Linked DNA regions of Ovis aries: region 2 is linked to region 1. The links are chromatin contacts, called in public Hi-C maps. All regions are on one chromosome and are shown on one strand. The core of a region is the stretch at or near the end of the contact, and the rest is flanking DNA. Distances in the headings are between cores, read along the strand shown. Region 1 overlaps RTL9 (retrotransposon Gag like 9). Region 2 holds the start of AMMECR1 (AMMECR nuclear protein 1).

The links. Hi-C and Micro-C count contacts between places; a contact is called where the count stands out from the background.
Region 2: a Hi-C map of tail adipose tissue shows a contact between it and region 1, with 4 times the contacts expected there. The contact joins the promoter of AMMECR1 here to the enhancer-like site in region 1. A contact is called at or near these places in 3 of 16 Hi-C or Micro-C datasets (skin fibroblasts and tail adipose tissue).

The regions. Positions count from the first base shown.
Region 1 is chrX:124,865,399-124,868,315 of ARS-UI_Ramb_v3.0, reverse strand. All of the region lies in intron 1 of RTL9 (retrotransposon Gag like 9), which reads left to right. Among named protein-coding and RNA genes, the nearest start is that of AMMECR1, 93 kb to the left of the region's middle. Within about 2 kb of position 1,510, at least 5 of the 54 cell types and tissues checked have an H3K27ac peak or open chromatin away from gene starts, as enhancers often do. A contact at or near this core is called in tail adipose tissue, where this site is marked.
Region 2 is chrX:124,958,491-124,961,848 of ARS-UI_Ramb_v3.0, reverse strand. It overlaps AMMECR1 (AMMECR nuclear protein 1), which reads right to left and starts at 1,920. Exons shown (of 5, transcript XM_042242389.2): 1 at 1,406-1,920. The coding sequence starts at 1,878. All of the region lies in intron 1 of RTL9 (retrotransposon Gag like 9), which reads left to right.

The sequences.
Region 1 (2,917 bases), core at 261-2,760:
ACAGTGTCACCCACCCCTGTAGCCACTACTATGGGGCCTACCAGGTAGCCCATCCCATTGGGAGCTTTGTCCTTTGCAACTCCTCTGAGACTTTGACTTCTGGGCTGTGCTAAACTTTTCCAGAGCACATGTTTACATGTTAATGCAATCTTTAACCCAGGAGCAAACGGCCCCTGTGTAAGCTGTCGGGGGGGGGGAGGGCTCTGGTTATGGGGAGCGGGGGTACAGGTTGCTCTGGGCATCTCTTTCAACAGATACATGGGGGCCCCTCCTACATTTTCAAGGTGCTTGGTGCCTACCTCGGAGGGCTGAGAGCTCTGGAGTCACACCAACAAGTGTTTTAATCTGGCTTCACTGTTCCAGGATGAATTGTGTCATTTGTCACAAATTACTTAACCTCATCGAGCCTCCCATTCCTCTTTTGTCACATGGATCTCATAATACTTCTCATCTCCTGGGGAGGTTGTGAGGATGACATGAGACAACACAGCCACTGTGTCTAGTGCAAAATGTTGTTCTTGTTTAGTCGCTCAGTTGTGTCTGACTCTGTGACCCTATGGGCGACCTTATGGACCATAGCCCACCAGGCTCCTCTGTCCATGGGATTTTCCAGGCAAGAATACTGGAGTGGGTTGCCATGCCCTCCTCCAGGGGATCTTCCTGATCCAGGGATCGAACCTGCATCTACGTCACTGTAGGCAGTTCTTTACCACTGAGCCACCAGGGAAGCCTGTAGTACAGAATAATCGCTTGAAAAATGTGAAATCTTTCCTGAAATCTGTTTCTACTGGCTCCCCCACCCCCGCCCCTGCCATCTAGGTTTCCCTTCCCCCGTTGCTTCTTTCTTTGCCTCACCAACAGGTATCCTTTTGGAAACTCTTCCCTTTCTTTCCCAGTGGCTCCCTCTGACACCCTCAACCTTTGGAACAACTAGCCGTCATAGTTCCTGGGGCTGATCCCGTTTCTGGATATTCTCTCCTGCTGTCTTGAGTGCATGAGCTGATTTGAATTCAGAAAGCAGAGTCCATTCCTGCGAGGAGTGTCACCACAGTCCATCTTACATTCAAATGGTGAAGGCTGACTTGATGGCCCCACATCGTTATCTGATGGGTGTTGAGAAGGCCTCCCCCCTCCAACCCAGAGACTTCCTTCTGGCCTGTGAGTAATGCCACTATCTCTACCATCGGTGGACGATCCCTTTGAGTCCAACTGCCCTGGGTGGTCTCGGGGGCGGGGGATGGCTGGGCCAGGCAGGGTTGTTTTGTGTATATGTGTGAGTGCAGATTCCTTGATCAGAGCCTTTCCTGTCAGGGGGAGGGGAGGAAAAGGTTAGAGGGAGCTGACTCCCCAGGGAAGAGGAAAGCCAGGCAGGCAGGGGTAGGGCGTGGGGGTGTGGGAAATCAGCTGATAGGAGGCTGTGTCTCCGGCACAGTTTTGCCTAGGGTGGGCCCTGTGTATTGCAACAGCTGTGAACTTTGGAATCACCAAGGTTGGGAAGCCAGGCCTCAGAGGGAGTGGCTGGAGGCTGAGCTCATCCTGAAAAGATGTGAGCCTGGATTCCCGGAGGGCAGAGAGGAGGACCAGGGAGGAGGTCATACTTTGGGGGGTATCTAAAGACAGAAAGAGAGTCTTGGTGTCTTTCATCTCTACGTGTAGGTGACACCTGTGGATAGGTGGGTCACAGTAGAAAATGGCCCCTGAGGGGTGGGGGTCTCCTTTTTCTGACTGCTAAGAGGAGACTTAGCAGAAGGACTGCCCCCTTTCCTTTGGAAAGGAAACAACTTCTGAGGGTATGGCAGGGTTCAGTGGGTGTTCCCCCTCAAGGGAGGTTACCCCCTAAGTGAGGGTGCTTGGCTGGGAGAGGGTAACTAGGTGTTCCTCAGCCCACAGATGAAGGCACTCCAGTGCCCCTCCCTGTAGGCTTTTCACTTTGTCTCTTGACATGCATCGCCATCTACCACAGCAGGTATGAACACAGCTTAAAAAGGAAGGTCAAAGATGTCCCCTCAACCCCCTTCAGTGGTTCTACCACACCCTGTGGACCCCACTGGAGGATGCTGATTCTGAAATTTGGTGGCCCTGCCCATAGGGACCAAGGGGCCAAATATTTGAAATCATCATAACCATAACAAAAACCATTGGCTGACCATTTGGGATGCCTTACCAGGGGCTACTTTATATATAGGCCCTGAATGTGGGCTTGACCTGAGGGATAATGAAGTTTTCCCACTGCTTCATACACACACACACACACACACACACACACACACACACACACAGAGTCAAGTTCCTCAAAAACATGTCCACAGTCCTGAGGCCACAGAGCACATTAGACACACATTCTCTGCTTGCAGTCAAAAGTCCCGTCTTTCCCAAGTCCTGCTGCTAGACCCGACTCGGTGCACACAGATACACATTCCCATATCTATCCTTCCCAAATCCTAGAGCTCTGAAAACTGAGGGCCTTTTATAAGTTTAAGGTAAATTCATTTGGCAGCCAAACCTGCGCTGGTATGAGGCTATTTATAGTATTTTTCTATCGCACTCTGTGTGAATATTCATGTGTTTTTGCTCCCGAAATATCAATGTACTTGATTGCTGGATGCTGTCTCAGACCCCACTGGAAGTGACATATAATATTCTGCTATAGGCCCCCTCTGGCTTTCTTAAAATTCAAAGCATTCCAAATTCCTTGTATTATAGAACGCACCTCACTGTCTTGTAATAATCTATTTAATGTCCCTGAACAACAACAACAAAAACAACAACAACAACATTGGCGTGTGAACTTCTCCAGGACCCAGTACATGGTCCAACATGTGCTTGGGGCTCTACCAGTGTTTTAGGACTTAAGAATAAATGACCTTTAGTGTTGAAGGAGATGCATTGTTGGGAAGTTCTTTCTTACATCTAACCT
Region 2 (3,358 bases), core at 671-3,170, 93 kb before region 1:
ATGAAATACATTTCAAGTATCAAAGCCAAAGAAAAACAAAACGAATTTACAATTTCCAGGATACTTTATTGCAATTTTCACTTTACATATTAAATGAATATTTTTAGACTAGGCAGAGTGTTTATACTATCCAGTTGCAGTTAATCCCCTAATCTCACAAAATGAAAAGAAGCAGTTTTAAAAGAACATCAATTTAGGTACTTACGGTATGGGGACAAGGGGCACTTGTCTTAGCCAGAAAAAGGGTTGATGCTTTTCAGTGTAAGTTTCACTGAAATTTTTCTCTATTATTTTACCCATTGATGCTAAGTACTCATAAGAAAAACAATCACCCTCTTTGTCATTCTGCCCTTCCTTAGGCTTTACATTCCGTCTTGAGCATTTAACTCAAAAAGTCAGTTTACACTCAAGTGTACACATTAGAAAAACAACACATGCCCCATCTCCCACACATCCAAATGGACAGGGATTAGAATTAACCTGGCTTTTAGCTGTAACAGTTTTATTTTAAACAATTTCAACCACACACTTGAAGGGTAAAATAAAAGTACAAAACCGGAGGAAACCATAAAAATTCCTACACACTTACTGTTTAACTAGTTCCCGAATCGTCAAGCCTAACATGGGTTTCTTAAAAGTGAAATAGACACAAAAGCGAGTGCACGCGTAATGTACAAACTGACAGTGGCTCTATGGGGACAGCTCTCTTTGAATGAGCCATTACCCAGACGGTGGAATTAAAAAAAAAAAAAAACTCACTCTTTAAATGTGAGAGAGCCAGCGGTGCGCTTCACTAGAAACACATTTTAATGGGTAAGTTCGGATAAAAATAGGTACTAAGGGAACATGTGTCTTCCCTCCCCAGGACACAAGGAAACCCAAAGGAAAAAGATGGGTAAGCTCATAGGCTCCGGAGCTAAGTTCCATCACTGGCAGAGCAGAAGTTGGATAGTTGCTATTTTTTACGCTGCAATGGGATAGTAACGCTCCATGTGCATGGTACGCGGGGCGGGAACACCGGCGGGACTTTCACTGGGGGTCAAGGAAACCCAATCCAGGAGAGGTCAACACCGTGAGGGATCCAGAGCTCCCAAACCCAGAGATGGGGAGCCGGGGTGGCGAAGGAGAGGGTCAAAACTCCTCGAAGTTACCTCAAAGAGAAAGCGAACACCTCTGGGAGTCAGCGAGCCATCTCTCGCAGCAGCACCCCTCTCCAAGTGTGGGGCGCTTGTCTCAGAGGGCAGAAAGTGCGGGGTGCCCGTACTCAGGGAGAGTGGCTCCAGGGACCCGGGGCAGCCAGAGGGGCAGGGGCAGCGGCCGGCGGGGAGGCGGACTCGTACTTTGCCTCAACTCTGAGCCCCATCCCGAGCGCAAGGGAGAGGGCGGCGGAGGGCACGGTACTCACTAGGGCTCGTTGGTGAACCGGGGGGTCCGGGGCTGCTGGTATCCGTACAGGTGACAGTAGAGCACATCGAAGCAAAAGCAGCACATCTCCGCTGACACCACCATCTTCCGGGAGCCGGGCGATGAGGACGAGGCGGCGGACGACAAGGAGGGCGAGGGAGAGGTGGCGGCGGCCGGGGTAGAAAGTAGGGTCCCCACTCCGCAGCTCGGAGGGGGCGACAGGGAGATCCCCCCGCCGCCGCCGCCGCAGCCCTGGGGGGGAGAGAGGGTACAGCCGCTGCCGCTACCTCCTCCGGCTAGACCTCCTAGCCCGTTGAGCCGCGTACCGGCGCCTCCTAGTCCCAGCTCCCCGGCTCGGCACTGGCTCTCTCCGCTGCAGTGGGAGGAGGAGGAGGCGCCACCACCGCCACCCGAGCCAGAGGGGGGCGAACTGGACAGTTTCTGCTTCTTCACCCCGCAGCAACCCGCCGCCATCTTGGAACAGTCTCCCCCACGCAGCGCTTCCGACCCATAAGTGAGGCGAGCTGGCGGCGGGGGCGAGCACGCTGCGGCCCCGGCCGCCGGGGGCGCGCCAGGGGCTCGCGGGCCACGCGCGCGCGCGCCGCTCCCTGGTCCGGCCGCCCGGCCACGCGGCCAGCCCGCGCGCGCCCCCGCCCCGGCGCGCGCCCCGCGCTTTCGCGGCTCGGCACCTCGCGCCTGTCCCGCCGGCCTCGCGCCTCCTCCTCCTCGGAGCCGAGCCTGAGCCTCGAGCCTCGCGGCCCTCCGAGGATGAGAGACGGGAAGCCCAGTAGGAAGGAAAGAGAAGAAAGCGGAGAATGGGAGCAAAGGGAGGAAGTGGGCACCCCGGAGACGGAGGAGCGAAAGGGAAACTAATGGGAAGGAAGCGGGGAGAAACAAGAAAGTCTGAAGTAAGTATCCAAGTCCCAAAGTACGACTCAGTGACGGGCACCGCACATAGTGTTAGTGACACCTGAGCCAAATTAAGTGGAACCTGAGCCACCGGCCTCAAATACGCTAGGTTCTGAACTGCCGGAGTGTGATCAAGCAGGTGCTTGGAACTCCACACCTGAGATCGCCCCTTATGAATCAGTCAGGGAACGGGCCATACTGCAGTGACTCCATCTGAACACGCACATAATCTTTTTTCCAAGAATACGGTAAAAGAGACACACTCTGTCCTTATTGACAGACATTCCAGCCCAATCGACTCTATATATCCCCATGCGTGTTCCTCAACTTTCCTTCCTAGCCCCATAAAGACCTTTAAAAGCAAAAAATAAAATCCTAACCAACACCTCACTGATTCACAGATGTTCACTGTGGTCTGGAACTTGCACCGGTGGGTTATTGGGAGAGGGGATTGGCTTGGGAACAAAGCAGTTAGAAATATATCTGTAGTTAGCACAGATCTTACAGATAAACAGGGCGGGTAGTATACTTGGTCACAAGTTGAAAGATTTTGTTCAGGTATATAATTAGTTGCTAGTATTCTTTTAAAATTTTCTCAAAGAATGCTTGGATGGATGAGGAGGCGTTTGATTGAGTCACTCCCATTCTGGGCGCCCAAGACAATAATCAAATGTAAAATATTCATAGAAATGAAACCTCATAGAAACAGAAAGTCTAAGCTTATTGTGTTGTGTCTATGCCTTGCCAAAACATCTAGACAAAGCGATGTATCTACATATTTGGAGGCATCAGAGGATTGATCGATTTTGTCACCTTTGAGCTAAATATGTGATATCTTGCAGATAGGTGAGGGCTGTTCATTTCACTCCAGGGGAAAAATAAGTCAACAAATTTTGAGCCTCTCTGCCTAGTATGTTTATGACACTGTTGTTATTTAGTCACTAAGTGATGTCCAACTCTTCTGCAACCCCGTGAACTGTAGTCCACCAGGCTCCTCTGTCCTTGGGATTTCCCAGGCAAGAATACTGGAATGGGTTGCCATTCC